Linked DNA regions of Astyanax mexicanus: region 1 is linked to region 2. A link is a contact called in public Hi-C data. All regions are on one chromosome and are shown on one strand. Each heading gives the region's core, a stretch centred on a gene start, on an enhancer-like site or on the middle of the called end of the contact. The rest is flanking DNA. Distances are from core to core; before and after follow the strand shown. Region 1 overlaps alpk3a (alpha-kinase 3a). Region 2 overlaps malt3 (MALT paracaspase 3).

Region 1 (7,150 bases), core at 3,323-5,822, 34 kb after region 2:
GTTCCCATTTCCCGAGAACATGTTGTTACCAGTTTGCTTAACACTTTTGTACAGTGTTTTTAGGGTTTTATTGTTTATTTTTGCATTGGTAGATATTGTAGATATTTAAGCAAGAGCTTCTTTCTTGTATAGCAGTTTATGATGATGTCAAAATTGCTTGACTCAGCAGCTGTCAGTTTGGTCCAGGCCTGTGCCTTGGTGTGTCTTAAGTTATTGAGAAATTGAGAAACCATCTGAACTATTTTTTTCTCTCAGCTGAGAGTGGCTGATGATGATCTTTATTAAGATTATACAAAGTGTTTACACTTCCCAATAATATGATTCAACTTATATGCTTGGAATCTGCTATTGCTAATAATATTTAAAAACCTGTTTCCAGAAAAAAACTGTTAATCTTTTGATTTCAGCTGGTGTTCATGATGTATGCCAGTGATTTTAATGTGTAATGTGTTTACAGTGCTTTGTAGAAATGATTGCATTACATTATTGCATTACTGGATGACAAATGGCAAATATTTCCACAGTATGTTTATTGCAAACAAATTCTTAAATAAAGCTTAATATTAGACGCCTTCCATTGAATAACCTTTTTTTTGGAGAAAAATCTGCTTTATTTAGATAACTGATTTCTTCCAAAAGGCAGAAATGTTTGATTTATGGTTATTTATTAGAAAGGCTCATTTGTCAGCAGTTTCTCACTCTCTGGCCCCTATCTTTCACCATGCGTAAGGAGCATCGCAGTGCTCATTGCCACCTTTCACCCTGCCAATAGTCAATTTTCAGGCCTGCCAAAGTCAAAGTGAACCTGACTCTTAAAGGGAATGGCAAGTGACGCGCTGAGTGGTTTATTTCACATTTTGCACAAAACACAGCCATGATTAATTAAGAGAATAAGTACATGTCTTTTAAGCATTTTAGAGCCGTGAAAACCATACTTTTCACGTCCTTGCGATACCAAAGACAAATTAATACGCCCTATATGGGACAATAAAATCTCATCTAGTCACACAAGAGATATATTTTAGTTAAATAAAACCCTGCCAATGTAAATCCAGATACTATCCTAATATAGATTCTTTGTTAGTGCCAGGTGTAAAAAGGCTCTTTGATTGCTATTGTGTTTTTATTAAAAAAATAATTTCTCTTTAGCCACTATCTCATGTGGCCAGTTTTTAGGAGAGCTTTTATTGGCATAATGCTGTGGGAAAGCCTTGTCTATGCTGTGTCTATTATGTATTTTTTTATGATATGTATTTAAAATGCTATACTAAATAATTTAATTATATGGCATCTTTAAAAGATCCAGAGGTAGAGGTCAATGCTAATATAGAAGTCTTTTTTTTTAGGAAATTATCCTTCATCTGTGTGATTTTTTTCATAACATGGCACAAAATTTTAATATATAAATATAACTTCTAAATCATACAGCACCCTTTTTGGGAGATTAAATGCATTTTGTTTTTTAAATTCCAAAAGAATAATACACTTTGCGACACAACTGCAGTTGCCTATATAATGAAATACATTTAATGATCATAAGATCAGCACAGACATTGTAGAATTTGCATTGGATTACAAGCAGATGCACAAACACTGTCAGATGCCCTTCACAGTGTGTAGCTCTCAGTTTACTTCTCTGTATATTTGTTTTGGGTGGCGGTGATCATAAAAGTGTGGGTCATGTGTTTCTTCTGATGTTTTCTGTGTTTATAATGACCTCAGCAGAAGTAAATGTCGTAGGTAAAATGGAGACACTGTAAAACTCTGAGAGGTGATAAAAAATAGGTTGTTTTCCTGTATTGATAATCAGAAAGTTGCAAAATCTTGTTATTAAGCCTGTTGGCCAATTCTTACTTTGCCTTTTGTAAACAGATATAAGTTATTTTTTTATATTTTCCTGAAAAAAATAGGATTACATTATACAAGCAAAGTACAAGCAATACAAGATTTTATTAACACTAATTATATTGTAATATAACATATTGTCATGGAATAAATAAAAATAAATTAAGCTGTTACCAATCACATGTCAATCTGTAAATATACTCTAGTATATATATCCAGCTACACTACAAGTCTGTATAGTTTATTGTTAGGCTTTTATAGGACTTGGGGACTTTCCAGTGTCTTTGTTCAAAGCAGATATTTTGATCACCATTCACATGAATTTCAATGTCATCTGTTACACTGATCTGTCGTGGATGACTGTCAGCTGTTCACTATTCGCTGCAATGTGAGAAGATGCCATGCCATGACTGTGGGCAACTAAACTGCAGTAAATCACTGATCACTTATACTGCAGCATAGTTACAGAGCATGCTTGTTTACATCTTGTAATAAGCGCTTGTGTGTGTTTTTCTCAAGGCCACAGAAGATCGTACAGAAGGCAACACAAATGAGGACATGGCCAATATGCCGTGTGAGACTGCTGAGGAGGAATGTACTTCTCCCATGGATCAGGTGGCACGAGCTGATGGAGAAATGCATGCTGCTGGGGAGCGAGACTATACCGCAGACTTTACACAGAAGCCAGAGGCCTCGCTGACAGGCCCAAACATGACAGACCTGGAAAGCACAGAGGGCTATCCCGAGGTTCACCTTTCACAGCCAGTCGGCCATACTTCTCCTCTGGTGCCAATCAAACTTGAAGAAGAGGAGAAAATGAATGTAGATGAAAAAGAGGCAGAAAAAAGCTGTCCTTCTGTGAAGGAAACAGAACCAAATGTGCTGAAGACGCAGGAAGGATGTTCTCTTATGAAAGAAAGTGAAGGCAAAGATGAGATAAGGGCAGCAATAGCAGTAGTCACAAATCCCACAGAGGACACTAAGACTGTTGAGGTTACAGGCCAGTCACCTGTTTCTTTACAAGAAACCAAACAGGAATGTCAAACTGATGTTCAAGATGAACCCACCTCAGAGCCAAGCATGGACAGTCTTCAAGAAAATAAAAATTCCATCCCTACAGTGATGATTGTCCCTGTGGAGAATGAGCAGCAAGCTGTAGAAGCATGTGTTAAAGGTAATGATAAAATGGATGGAAATGTTAGTAGTGCTGAAAGTGATGCAAGCAAAGCTGATAGTAATGACGAAAGAACAAAATTGAATGTAGATGAAGTGGAGCTGGGTATGAGTACTAAAGAAAAGAAAGTGGATGTTGTTGAAAAGAAGGAAAACAAGAATGTTAGCTCTGATCATGGTGCTTCAGGTACTGGGCTACAACCAGATGTCTCTAAATATACTAGACAATCTGAAGTGGAGGGAATACAAACGCATTTAAGCCCAGTCACAGCAGATAAACCCAAGACCTTCACCAAAGTTCAGACTGAGAGATACATGGTTGAGTCTAAGGACCAGTCTCTGACTCCTCCAATCATAATCCTTCCAGACACAAGGGAAACGGTCATTAAAAATGTAGCCAAGATGAGAGCTACACCAGTGATCCCAGAAATCAAAGTCACTGCCTCAGAAAAGGTCAAACGTGAGGAAACTGTTAGTGTCCCCAGAATCGATGCCCTGGTGTCAGAACCTGAGAGAGTTTTGCAGCCGTTGGCACAAGAAGTCGCACACATATTTAGAGATAATGAACCCAAATCGCAAGAGCCAACAGATGATGCAAAAAGAGCACAAAGTGAGGTCACAAAAGAGGACAAGATAGTGACTAATGCACAATCTGTAGGTGTTACTCCTACTCAGCAAGAAAGGAATGTAAATTGCTCTCCTTCATGCCAAAGAAAGCAGGAGCTTCAAAATCAAGAGTCAAGAGCGGGCCACAGAGAAGATCAAGCAAAGGCCACAAGTGGGTGGAATAGAGGAAATGACATCAGCAGCATTCCTACAATCAGCATAGCATGTGCTGATGATGTTACACCTTCTCAAGACGGGCAAGTACCTGGCCAGCTTGCCCTCAATGATACAGTTCTGCCTGAGGGCGTTGATCCCAAAATGCAAGTGTATACACTTCCCTCTGTCTCCACTGCACACAAAGAGAACACTCCAGAAAACAATACAACAAATGTACTGTCACCAGATTCTTTGGCTGCCATACTCAGAAAAGTTGAGGGTGATCTGAACCATTTAGGCAACAGAAGTACTGGAACAGAAAGTGTGTCTGACAAAAGGACTTTAGAGACGCAAACCAGCTCTGATGTTCACTCACTCTTATCAGCAAAAACATCTGATGTGGATCCTGAAGTAGATAGGCTCCAAAGGGATAAACCTGCAATGGAGAAACTTGGCCTAACAGCCCCTGTGGGACCTACACTCCCCCCACTGAGCCCAGCTAGTTTGCGTAGGCTTATGGCAAAAAATAACCCGAATTTAGAAAGTCAGAGTTCCATTCCAGCAATCTCAGCAGACGGAAGTGAGAAGAAAGGTGAAGAGAGTGGAGGTAGCACACCCACGTCAACTCTGTCCTGTGAGAGTAGTCCCAAAATGAAGCGGCGTGACAGCCTGACCCTCATCCCGTCCGCCACCCCAGAGGAACTGGCATCTGGGGCCCGCCGAAAGATCTACCTTGCCAAAACAAAGTCTGAAGATGAGGGATTGGACACTACCAATAAGAGAGACAGTCCAAAAATGTCCCCCAGCCAGGCACGCAGGGCAGCTTTCTTGCAGCTTCAGAGTGGACAGCAAACTCCACCTATGGAAAGGCGTTCACCCTTGCTTGGACGTCGAAAAACCACATTGGAGGTGCCAAAACCTAAGGAGGAGACCACAGAGGAGACAGACAATTCAAACACAGAGAGCAAACCTGCAGAGAAAGAGAAGCTAGACCCATTTAAAGGTAAAAAAAAAATATTTATTACTAATTCTTTATTATTTCATTATGTTCATTAAGTCACAATATGGTGATTTTATCTTTATCTGGAGCTTAGCTGCCTGTTGCGTCCAGTCCTTTGAGATAACTGAGAGTGGAATCTGAATAAGGGATGTGGAATGTTGGAATGTTGGATAGAAGCACATGGAAACCTAATCCAGGATATCATTACTTTACCTTAACTTCAATGGGATGCCCCAATCCCCTCTCTGCTTAGCTCCTCAGGTAATCCGAAAGATCAGGGGAGAACCGTTCTCCGACGCCTCTGGCCACTTGAAGCTGTGGTGTCAGTTTTTCAACGTGCTCAGTGACTCCACCATCACCTGGTTCAAGGATGAAGAAGAGATTATGAAGTTTACAAGAAGGTAAATCTTTTTTTTTTTTATTCTCATAAAAATGTAACTCATCTGACCATACATTTGTTTGCTTTTCTGTGCTAGATAATCCACATTGCAAGCAAGGTCATAATGTGTGAAAAAGCTGTGTACTTGCCTCCTGTTCCTTTCTTTAAAAAGGTTGGGCGTCCAAATGGGTCCAGTGGAGAGGTGATGCCTGTTTTTACCCCACTGGGAGGATCCATCGATGGGAAGGGCAAGGGGCTCTGCTCTTCTCAGGGGAACTTCTAAAACTGAAAAAAATAGTGTAGTTCACAGAGCATGGCCAATCAAATAATACTTATCGGCAATGGCTATGTAATTTTGGTTAAATAATAAAACAGTATTGTGATTTTATTGTTTGTGTTGTTTTGTGATAATTTACCCCTGCCAGCTGCCAGAAAGAATGAAGTTTTTGGGGCTTCTTCTTTAAATGTTTTAGATGTTCAGCAAAAAGTTTTTTTTCTCCCCCAGTCTGTGTTAGCAGCGGGCTAGTGTGCTAAGAGAGGGAGAATTTGGTTTAATGGTTAAGGGCACAACGCCGTGGCTATCCCTACACATTTTTTCCAAACTAAAGTCTGAGTATGGTGTGTAAATAATGTGTATATATATATATATGTATGTATATATATATATAAAACCTTTTCGTTTTGTACAGTTTTTGTGCTTGTCTTTCCACTCCACTTTATGGTTTACCTCACAGCTATAGACCTTGCTTTTTAGCCTCACGTTACCCCAAAGTCCCCATGCAGGGTAGGCTCCTATGAGAGATCCTATGCTCTAAGCCACTGTCACTATGAAATTCTGGATCATGCTGCTTGTCATCTGAGAGAGCACAATTGGTCTTGCGATGAGCTTTGCCTCAGTGATGAGGCATCAGTGGCAGTTCTAAAAAGTAACAAAGGAGACATGTGCTAAACTTCACCCTCCTATTGTTAGTGGAGTTCATACAAACTAGTTTTGTGTAAATGGCCTTCTAAATTTAGAAACAACAACAAAAAAAACAGATTTAAAGTTACTGCTAAGGTTTCTGCATAGGCTTTAGGCCCATATACACGTGAACCCTACAGCTGGGACACAGGAAGATGAAGCTAATGCCAGAAGGAGTGGTGGTAAACTGACACCAATCCATTTCAACATCAGAGGAGAGGGTATTAAAGTCTATATTTGTGTCACTAGATGCAATGTCAGCAGACCCGCACCTTGGACTTCCACATTCGCCCACAAGTACTGCCAATGTGCACATTTCTGTACAGCAGTGCCCTCATGTGGGCAATCAACAATCACACTGATTTAGGTAAGCTGAGCCATCGACCCATCGGCTAATAGATATCATCAAAACTTCTGTTTTCCAGTGCAGGGGATGAAAGTCAGGTGGCACTGGCCATTGTCCAGGCGTCCAGCAAAGACTGCGGAGTGTATGGCTGCACGATCAAGAACGAATATGGCACTGACTCCACTGACTACTTACTCAGCGAAGACAGTAATCCTGCATTTACTCATTGATTCACTGTTTGTAAACTGAACCAAAAACTGTCTAGTACACTGAACCTACCTTGTATTAATATCAATACCTTGTATTCCCTCTTCTCTCTTCTGCAGTCCTGGCAGAATTCTTCTTAAGAGATGATTTAGAAGGTAAGCATCAACCTCATGAGGAAGGCCAACAGAACATTTTTTAGCAGGATAGCACCTCTAAGACTCATCCGATATGCTTTTGTCTGGTGGTGTCCACAGTGGGAGAGGAGATCGAGATGACACCCTTGATGTTCACTAAAGGCCTGGCAGACCCGGGATACTGGGGCGAAAAGCTTTTCGGACGCATCATGACAGAGGAGGTGCAGCTCGGGGAGGGCTGCACACACAAGGCCAGCAGGGCCAAGGTCATATATGGTCTGGAACCTATCTTTGAGTCAGGAAGCACCTGTATAGCCAAAGTAAGAAACCCCATTGCGTACGG
Region 2 (7,621 bases), core at 1,632-4,131:
GGAGTTGGACGTCCAGCGCATCCAGTCCCGCCCACTGGCTACAAGTGCAAGATTACAGAAAATAATTTTTTATTGTACAGTTTGATTGAGGTCAAATAACAAATTTTACATACAATTTTAACATTCCAATCAATTACATTACAAATAATAAAAAACAAGTAAACACAGATGATTTCCATTTGTTTTCATTACATATGAGAACATCCTTCCTTCATAAACATACCATGAGAGTAGTGGTAAAACTGCAGCAATACACCTGATTAGTTAATGTACTCTTCATAATCTCCTTTTTTGTTTTAACAAAAAACAAATCCCATTTGTCATGTCTCTGGAGTATAATTGATTACTAAAATAAAAAATAAAAAAAAAATAAAAAAATAGCTTACGCTACCTCCCGGCCGCTGCGCTCCTCCAGTGAACGTCGCCTCGCTTTGCCAAACATTCACACAAAGCAATCCAGACTGTTCTCATACAGAGTTCCCCAATGGTGGAACAAACTACCCTCCACTACCAGATCAGGAGAATCTCTCGCTATCTTTAAGAAACTCCTGAAGACAGAGCTCTTCAAAGAGCACTTACTCTCTTAACACCTCTAACACACTAACTACTTCTAACCTCATTTCCTTCTTCCCCTCCTTCACTCCTCTATCCTATTATTCCCCTTTGTCCTCCTTTTATCCCTATCCAAAGATGTTTTTCCTTTAAACTTATTTTACATTGTACTTGACTATTGTAAGTCGCTTTGGACAAAAGCGTCTGCCAAATGTAATGTAATGTAATGTAATGTAATGTAAAAAGGACCTCCATTATTAAAGGTATAAGTAAAAAAGAACGAAACATATCCCATTCTGTAATAAATGTAGCCTGAAGTAGCACACACTCAGCTTGTGATAATGTTGTTAGCTCTGTGTTTCTTTCTATATGATCTTAAGTGGAAAAGTGTTTACTCAACATTATTGCAGAAGCTACTGGGCAGTTGCCAAATAGTATTAGAAAATTATGTATAATTAATATAAAGAGCACTGTCATGAATACTTTAGTGAATAGTATTTACACATCGTTTTGTATATCTGTACTAATTTTCTGAAGGAACAAATGGTATTACTATTTTATTAATGTAGTGATGCGAGTGGAGATGTCTAAGGTTTCTGAATCCGTGTATCATTCGTTCATTTGATATTCAATTGAGAATCAAAATCGGAAAATTGAAAAACCAATTCGTTTTTTCGTTTTTTCGTTTTTGAATATAATACCAAAAAACGAATAACGGCTTGTATTTTGTATTTTTATTTGGTTATCCAAACAAAAATTGGAAATTTAAAAAACGGACCAGGAGCCGAATTTGATTTTGATTTTGAACTTGACCCATTTGTGTGCCCCGGACGTTACTGATTTGTTTATTCTTGGTGGGTTTCTGTTGCGCGGGAGTTCACTGCAGTGTTATCTACACAGTCTGTATTGCTGTAGGCTTTGGATGGAGTTGAGGATGGAGAGTTTTATCTTGTTCAGAGGAACTAAACGCGTTGCAGTGAAAGAAGACGATATGACAACAGAAAAAATCGGCAGGATCTTTCAGGTGTTTGTCTAACGTTCCGTAGCTAAATGTCATATTTAGTTAATGTTATTCTGTGAATTGCCGCCTACTAAATATGACATTTAGCTACGGAACGTTAGACAAACACCTGAAAGATCCTGCCGATTTTTTCTGTTGTCATATCGTCTTCTTTCACTGCAACGCGTTTAGTTCCTCTGAACAAGATAAAACTCTCCATCCTCAACTCCATCCAAAGCCTACAGCAATACAGACTGTGTAGATAACACTGCAGTGAACTCCCGCGCAACAGAAACCCACCAAGAATAAACAAATCAGTAACGTCCGGGGCACACAAATGGGTCAAGTTCAAAATCAAAATCAAATTCGGCTCCTGGTCCGTTTTTTAAATTTCCAATTTTTGTTTGGATAACCAAATAAAAATACAAAATACAAGCCGTTATTCGTTTTTTGGTATTATATTCAAAAACGAAAAAACGAAAAAACGAATTGGTTTTTTAATTTTCCGATTTTGATTCTCAATTGAATATCAAATGAACGAATGATACACGGATTTTTCTGCACGATCATCATAGATATTAGAAAACTGGAACATGTTTAAAAGATGCGTGTGACCTCATATGAAAGGTTTTGGGAATATGTTATCATGTTGGTAATGTAGTGAATTCTAGTGTAGTGTAGTTTCAAATTTGTGTTGGTCACAAACTTCAAACTTTTACGTAATACAGCAACTACCCAGCAGCCTCTGTTATACACTTTATAAAATATTAAATAATAATGTGTATCACATAACTATTATTAGGATAAAAATGCAGTACATTTGAAGCTATAAAACACTGAAATATTGCTTTAAACAGAATAGCCTATACATTTTTGTGTATGTGTTGTAACATGGTTTTAACAAAATATTTTTTTTTTTGGAAAAAACAAACCTGTAATGTAACTATCATAAACTAACTCATGTAGGGATGCAGTTCAGAAAAACTTTCCAGGAATGCATGCATAAAGCAGAGCTTAGTGATCCATGGTTGAACTGCAAAATCATCTGTCATATCTTCCTTGACTTGAGTCTTCAGCCTTGTTTTCAGCAGAGTATCTGTACTTTAACCAGAGTTAAGTGTTCCAGTGCATTCTCCACAAATCCATAACAATGAGCTATATTCATTCACAAGAAAAAAGTGAATATTTCTATGTAAATTCTTGTGGGTCATTTTCATCGTTCTCCTCCGGCTCATTGGTGCTAGCGGATGTTGTGTTTGATGAGATCTGGCAGATGTTTTCTGCCTTGCGGGTTGAAGGTCGCGCAGGGTGAGCAAGGCGATGTGAAGGCCGTCTGATGTCGGAGTCGTGACCTCTCTTAGGCTGTGCTGATTCCCGTCTCCTGTCCAGTGGCTTCCTCTGACTGAATCTGCAGGATGCTATCAGTGGCCGGTCGATGTCCACCTCTCTGTACTCGGTCAGCCGCACATTCCTGTCCCGGTGCGTGTAGCTTAACTTTATCTTGATCACCAGTGATCTCTGGTTATTGGATGCACAATGAAGTAAATGAGTTAACTGTGAGATTTGTGGGTAGTTTTTTAAACATTTTTAAGACAATGCTATTTGAATTTGGGCTTCAATAGAGCATGCAATATAAAGTTTTACAACAGCTTAAAATTCTTAATTCAGTCAAACAATACACTTTAACACTATAATAATGAAAAATAATATTAATAAAATGCTATATAATTGAAAAAAAAAACATACATCTTACATAGTGTTCTTTGTAAAAAAAAAATAAAACATTATGCAGAATAGTGCTGAAAGTGTACCTTGAGTCTTTGGAGGCAGCACAGTCTCAGACAGCAGTCAGGATAGTCTGCTTTGCTCAGCAGTAGAGATTGCATTTCATCTGAGCTGTCAGTTCCTGAGAAAATGTCCTCCATTGTCTGTAGGCAGAGTTACAAACATGCATTAAGCAAGTATATTTGGGCTTCAAAGATGGTTGTTCACTTTAATTTAGTTGGTTCTGTAAACAAGCTTATTATTGAATATGAAATTAAATATCAACAATAAAACAAGTTTGACATTTAATTATTAAGACATAATTTTCAAAAAGTGTCTGGGAGTGACCACTAATTTTGCAAAATCACCCAATACATTCAACTTGCTATTAAAGAACTGGTTTAGCGAAAAATAATACTGATTAATTATTCCTCTTACTGCAAATAAAGTTTATCAGCTAAGACATGTTACATGAACATTACTTTCTTAGTTCTTGAGTGCTAAAGCTGTGAGATTACTTAAGCTTACTTAGCCCTGCTACTCTGTTATGCGCATTCACACCTAGGGGTAGGGACTTCCGATTCTTGTTAGGCTGGGGGGTAGGAGAAAGAGGCACATTCAAAACAGAGGACTATGAGAATTACTGGCAAGATGGCGTCACAAGCGAAAGGAACCCATAAGTATTTTCCTTGGTAAAAGTATGATAATCTCAAGCTATATTAAATTACTTATACATTATATTATATTAGTTTAATGTGTAGTTTTATGTTGTAGTTCAATGTTTTATGGTCATTTTTTTATAACAAGCATGAAAAAAATGTTAGTAGTACTTCTCGGTAACTAGCTGGTTAGCTAGCTAAATTTCCTGTTTAACCTTAAATGGTGCAACAGACAGCCAAATCTAATGAAATTAAATAATAAAAAAAGATAATTTCAGCTCTCCATCACAGAACAATAAAGGGCTGAACATCAATAATTAATTGCTGCACCACCTTCCACCTTTTTGAAGACATGGCCAAAAATGAACTAAAATCCAGCAGCTAGGTTGCTGAACCTTAGACATACATTCTGATCACAGGTTCTTAAAGGGTTGTCCCACATCTTTAGGGGAGGATTCCAATGGGAAGGATAACAAGTGAAAAAAAAGTGAAAAATTATAGCGGTACAAACTAGAAATGGGATTGGGCCTAAGTCTAAGTGACCATAATAAACAGAAGGTTGAATCAAGCATTAATGGAAAATTCAGATCTGACATTTCCAAAGACTATTGACTTATAAATCTTGTTGCACGAGTTCAACACTAAAAACAACATTAAACAACATCCCCCACACTGAATCTATTTTGGACCACATTACATGGCTGATCCCATGGCATAAAAAAGGCACTTTCTTTTTTTCACCACTAGAGGTCAGGGGATTACTGGCTTTCTCTGCTTTCATACATGGTTTCTCATACTGTGTTTGCAAAAACACTTCAGCAGCCTTGACACCTGAAGCTGAAGCTGGACCGTTCATAGCGTACTCTAGAGGTCACATACTGTACAAGCTGTAATGAGTGAACCTGAATCCAGCACCATATACAAGTGGAAAATGCCTAGCTGTGCTGTCTAAATTCTGTCTGGCTCAAACTACAAACTTCCACTGGATACAAACACACCAGCCTCATAAGGTAACACTGAATTATCTTTTAAGAACTGGATTAGATGTGTTAAAGCAAAGAGGACTTTACCACTGTGCAGAGCAATGGGTCTGGAGAAGCAATGCTTTAAAATACACCTCTTTAATTCATGGTATATATACACTGTCTCTGAATACTGTTATCTTCAATTGTATCTACTGAAGACCAGAGGAGAGTTTGATCACCAGATGAGGCTGACAGAAAGAAGGCTGTAAATGCAGATGATTCTGGCAATGGCACTGAAAAGGTCTCAGAATGCAAACATTACAAGTGGACAACGTTTTAAAACACGTATCAACATGGCCAGATCATCTCAGGTAAAGTCAGGAAAGATCAGGCATGTTTAGCTTAACATTACCTCAAAACTTAAAGATGTTTAAAAAAGTATCCAACAGGAGCTACAGGTACCATCAGAGACAGACTAAATCATTCAAAAACAAACCATCATCATCCTCATATTTTGCTTATCATCTGAGAATAATAACCTCAAAACCAACTACGAAACATGGTGGTGTAAGTGTCATGGTTTGGGGCTGCTATGTTGCAGCAGGGCCTGGCAAGCTCTCCATCATAGATCCAATTTTTAAATGCTTTTTTATACCAGAAAGTGACTGAGGAAACTGAGACCATCTGTCCAAAAACTGAAGCAGATGTGGTAACAGACCATGAACTATAAACCAATTTTGACATATTACAGCTGAAAGAATTCTGCATGGAAGAGTGGGAAATATTTCTCATTGTCCATGTCAGAGACTGGGAGACTTAAATGTAAGAGAACGTAAAAATTGGTTATTTCAGCGAAAAACGAAATGGTTTGGGTGTTCTGGTCAAACTGGCATCTATTAAAATATTGGTTAAAAAATTAGTACAATTTTTTTTTTCATTATTTTGTAACTACGTGATGTTTATTAAAACACATGTCACAATCGTGAATATTATTAAATATTAGTGTTGACAGCGGTGACATTAACAGTTATAATTAAAAACAAGGCTGAAGTTGGCTTTTAATTCTAACTCTCAATTCCACCTTAAATAGAGAAGTAATTGCAATGTGTACATTTTAGCTTTAGTTTTAATAGAGACCATCCACTCACCGGGTCACTGCGGAGTTCCACAGTGCAGTCCTGAGCGATCGGGCCAGTGTTCTTCACTGTACCGAACGCAAGCAGGACATTGGAGAACAGGGCTGAAAAACTGAGCTCCACTTTAGCTCCACACGGAAAGTCCAGAAGCTTCTGACCGGGCATTACTAGTGGGGAGAATCATAACACAAATAAACTATAAATTAGTTATTAAAAATGATGTCAGATCAGACAGGGTATTCCCATACTATTTTTGCTGAATGTTCTCCATATAAAACAGTTATATTGCTGTGAATCTGTGGATGTATGTTACAATATGATGGTTGAGCACAAAGAAGTACAAGTAAAAAATCTTACTGACAACCCACACAGTCACTGGGGCCACTGAAGCAAAGTCCATGTTCACACTTTGTTGCTATTTATCCAAGCCTCCCAAAGAGAAACATAAAATTTAACTTTCAGTCATGTGACCTTTCTTTCCCTTAAAACAACAGATGTCTAATTCATGAAGCTCTTTTCCACAGCACTCTCACAATGTGTCACACACACCACAGCCCACACACACAGTGTGGAGAGGAAGCGGCTGCACACTGTAACTTTTACAACCTTTCAAACGTTGTGAACACTGTTCAGCTCCATGTGGGAGGATGGTGTTCATGATAATGATTAAAATACAATAATAAAGTACAATGTTATACACAGAAATGGAAGCAGTTAAGAGTTTAATTATGTATTTAAAACACTTATCCATTCCTTTACTACATCCGCTTTATAATTAGCCTTATGTTTTGCACTTCAGCATTGGAGATTTATTCATATGTAAATGACAACAACAAACAGGTCACCTACGGGTAAAAGTTGGTAACAACTTTAACAACAAAAAATGGTAAAAACTTCAAATGACAGACAACTTTTTTTCAAATCCAAACCACTCATTTTGTTGCTTATACAGTCCTGGAAAAAATAAGAGACTACTTAAAAATGAAAAGTTTCTTTGATTTTACCAAATTGAAAACCTCTGGAATATAATCAAGAGGAAGATGATGATCACAAGCCATCAAACCAAACTGAACTGCTTGAATTTGTGCATCAGGAGTGGCATAAAATTAGTGTGTAAGACTGGTGGAGGAGAACATGCCAAGATGCACGAAAACTGTGCATAAAAACCAAGGTTATTACACCAAATACTGATTTCTGAACTCTTAAAACTTTATGAATTTAAACTTATTAGAGCATTATTTGAGGTCTGAAAGCTCTGCATCTTTTTAGTTATTTCAGCTCATTTTCTGCAAATAAATGCTCTAAATGACAATATTTTGTTTGGACTTTGGGAGAAATGTTGTCTGTAGTTTATAGAATAAAACAACAATGTTCATTTTACTCAAACATATGTCTATAAATAGCAACATCAGAGAAACTGATTCAGAAACTGAAGTGGTCTCTTAATGTTTTCTAAAGCTGTATGGTAGGGTCTTTAAGTACACTGAAATGAAATCTTATTATACACTGCGGGTAACTGATGTGCTCACCCTGTGTTTTCATAGA

What was found. Hi-C and Micro-C count contacts between places; a contact is called where the count stands out from the background.
Region 1: a contact with region 2 is called in a Hi-C map of muscle, with 15 times the contacts expected there. The contact joins two enhancer-like sites. A contact is called at or near these places in 2 of 3 Hi-C or Micro-C datasets (both in muscle).

The regions. Positions count from the first base shown.
Region 1 is chr9:29,190,844-29,197,993 of AstMex3_surface, forward strand. alpk3a (alpha-kinase 3a) reads left to right here. Exons shown (of 13, transcript XM_015602010.3): 5 at 2,365-4,783; 6 at 5,034-5,181; 7 at 6,546-6,673; 8 at 6,793-6,828; 9 at 6,928-7,150. Among protein-coding and RNA genes, the nearest start is that of alpk3a, 12 kb to the left of the region's middle. Within about 2 kb of position 4,573, the one cell type or tissue checked has an H3K27ac peak away from gene starts, as active enhancers do.
Region 2 is chr9:29,158,685-29,166,305 of AstMex3_surface, forward strand. malt3 (MALT paracaspase 3) reads right to left here. Exons shown (of 15, transcript XM_007235675.4): 13 at 6,089-6,243; 14 at 3,364-3,480; 15 at 2,080-3,070. The coding sequence ends at 2,741. Among protein-coding and RNA genes, the nearest start is that of LOC103044356, 7.0 kb to the left of the region's middle. Within about 2 kb of position 2,882, the one cell type or tissue checked has an H3K27ac peak away from gene starts, as active enhancers do.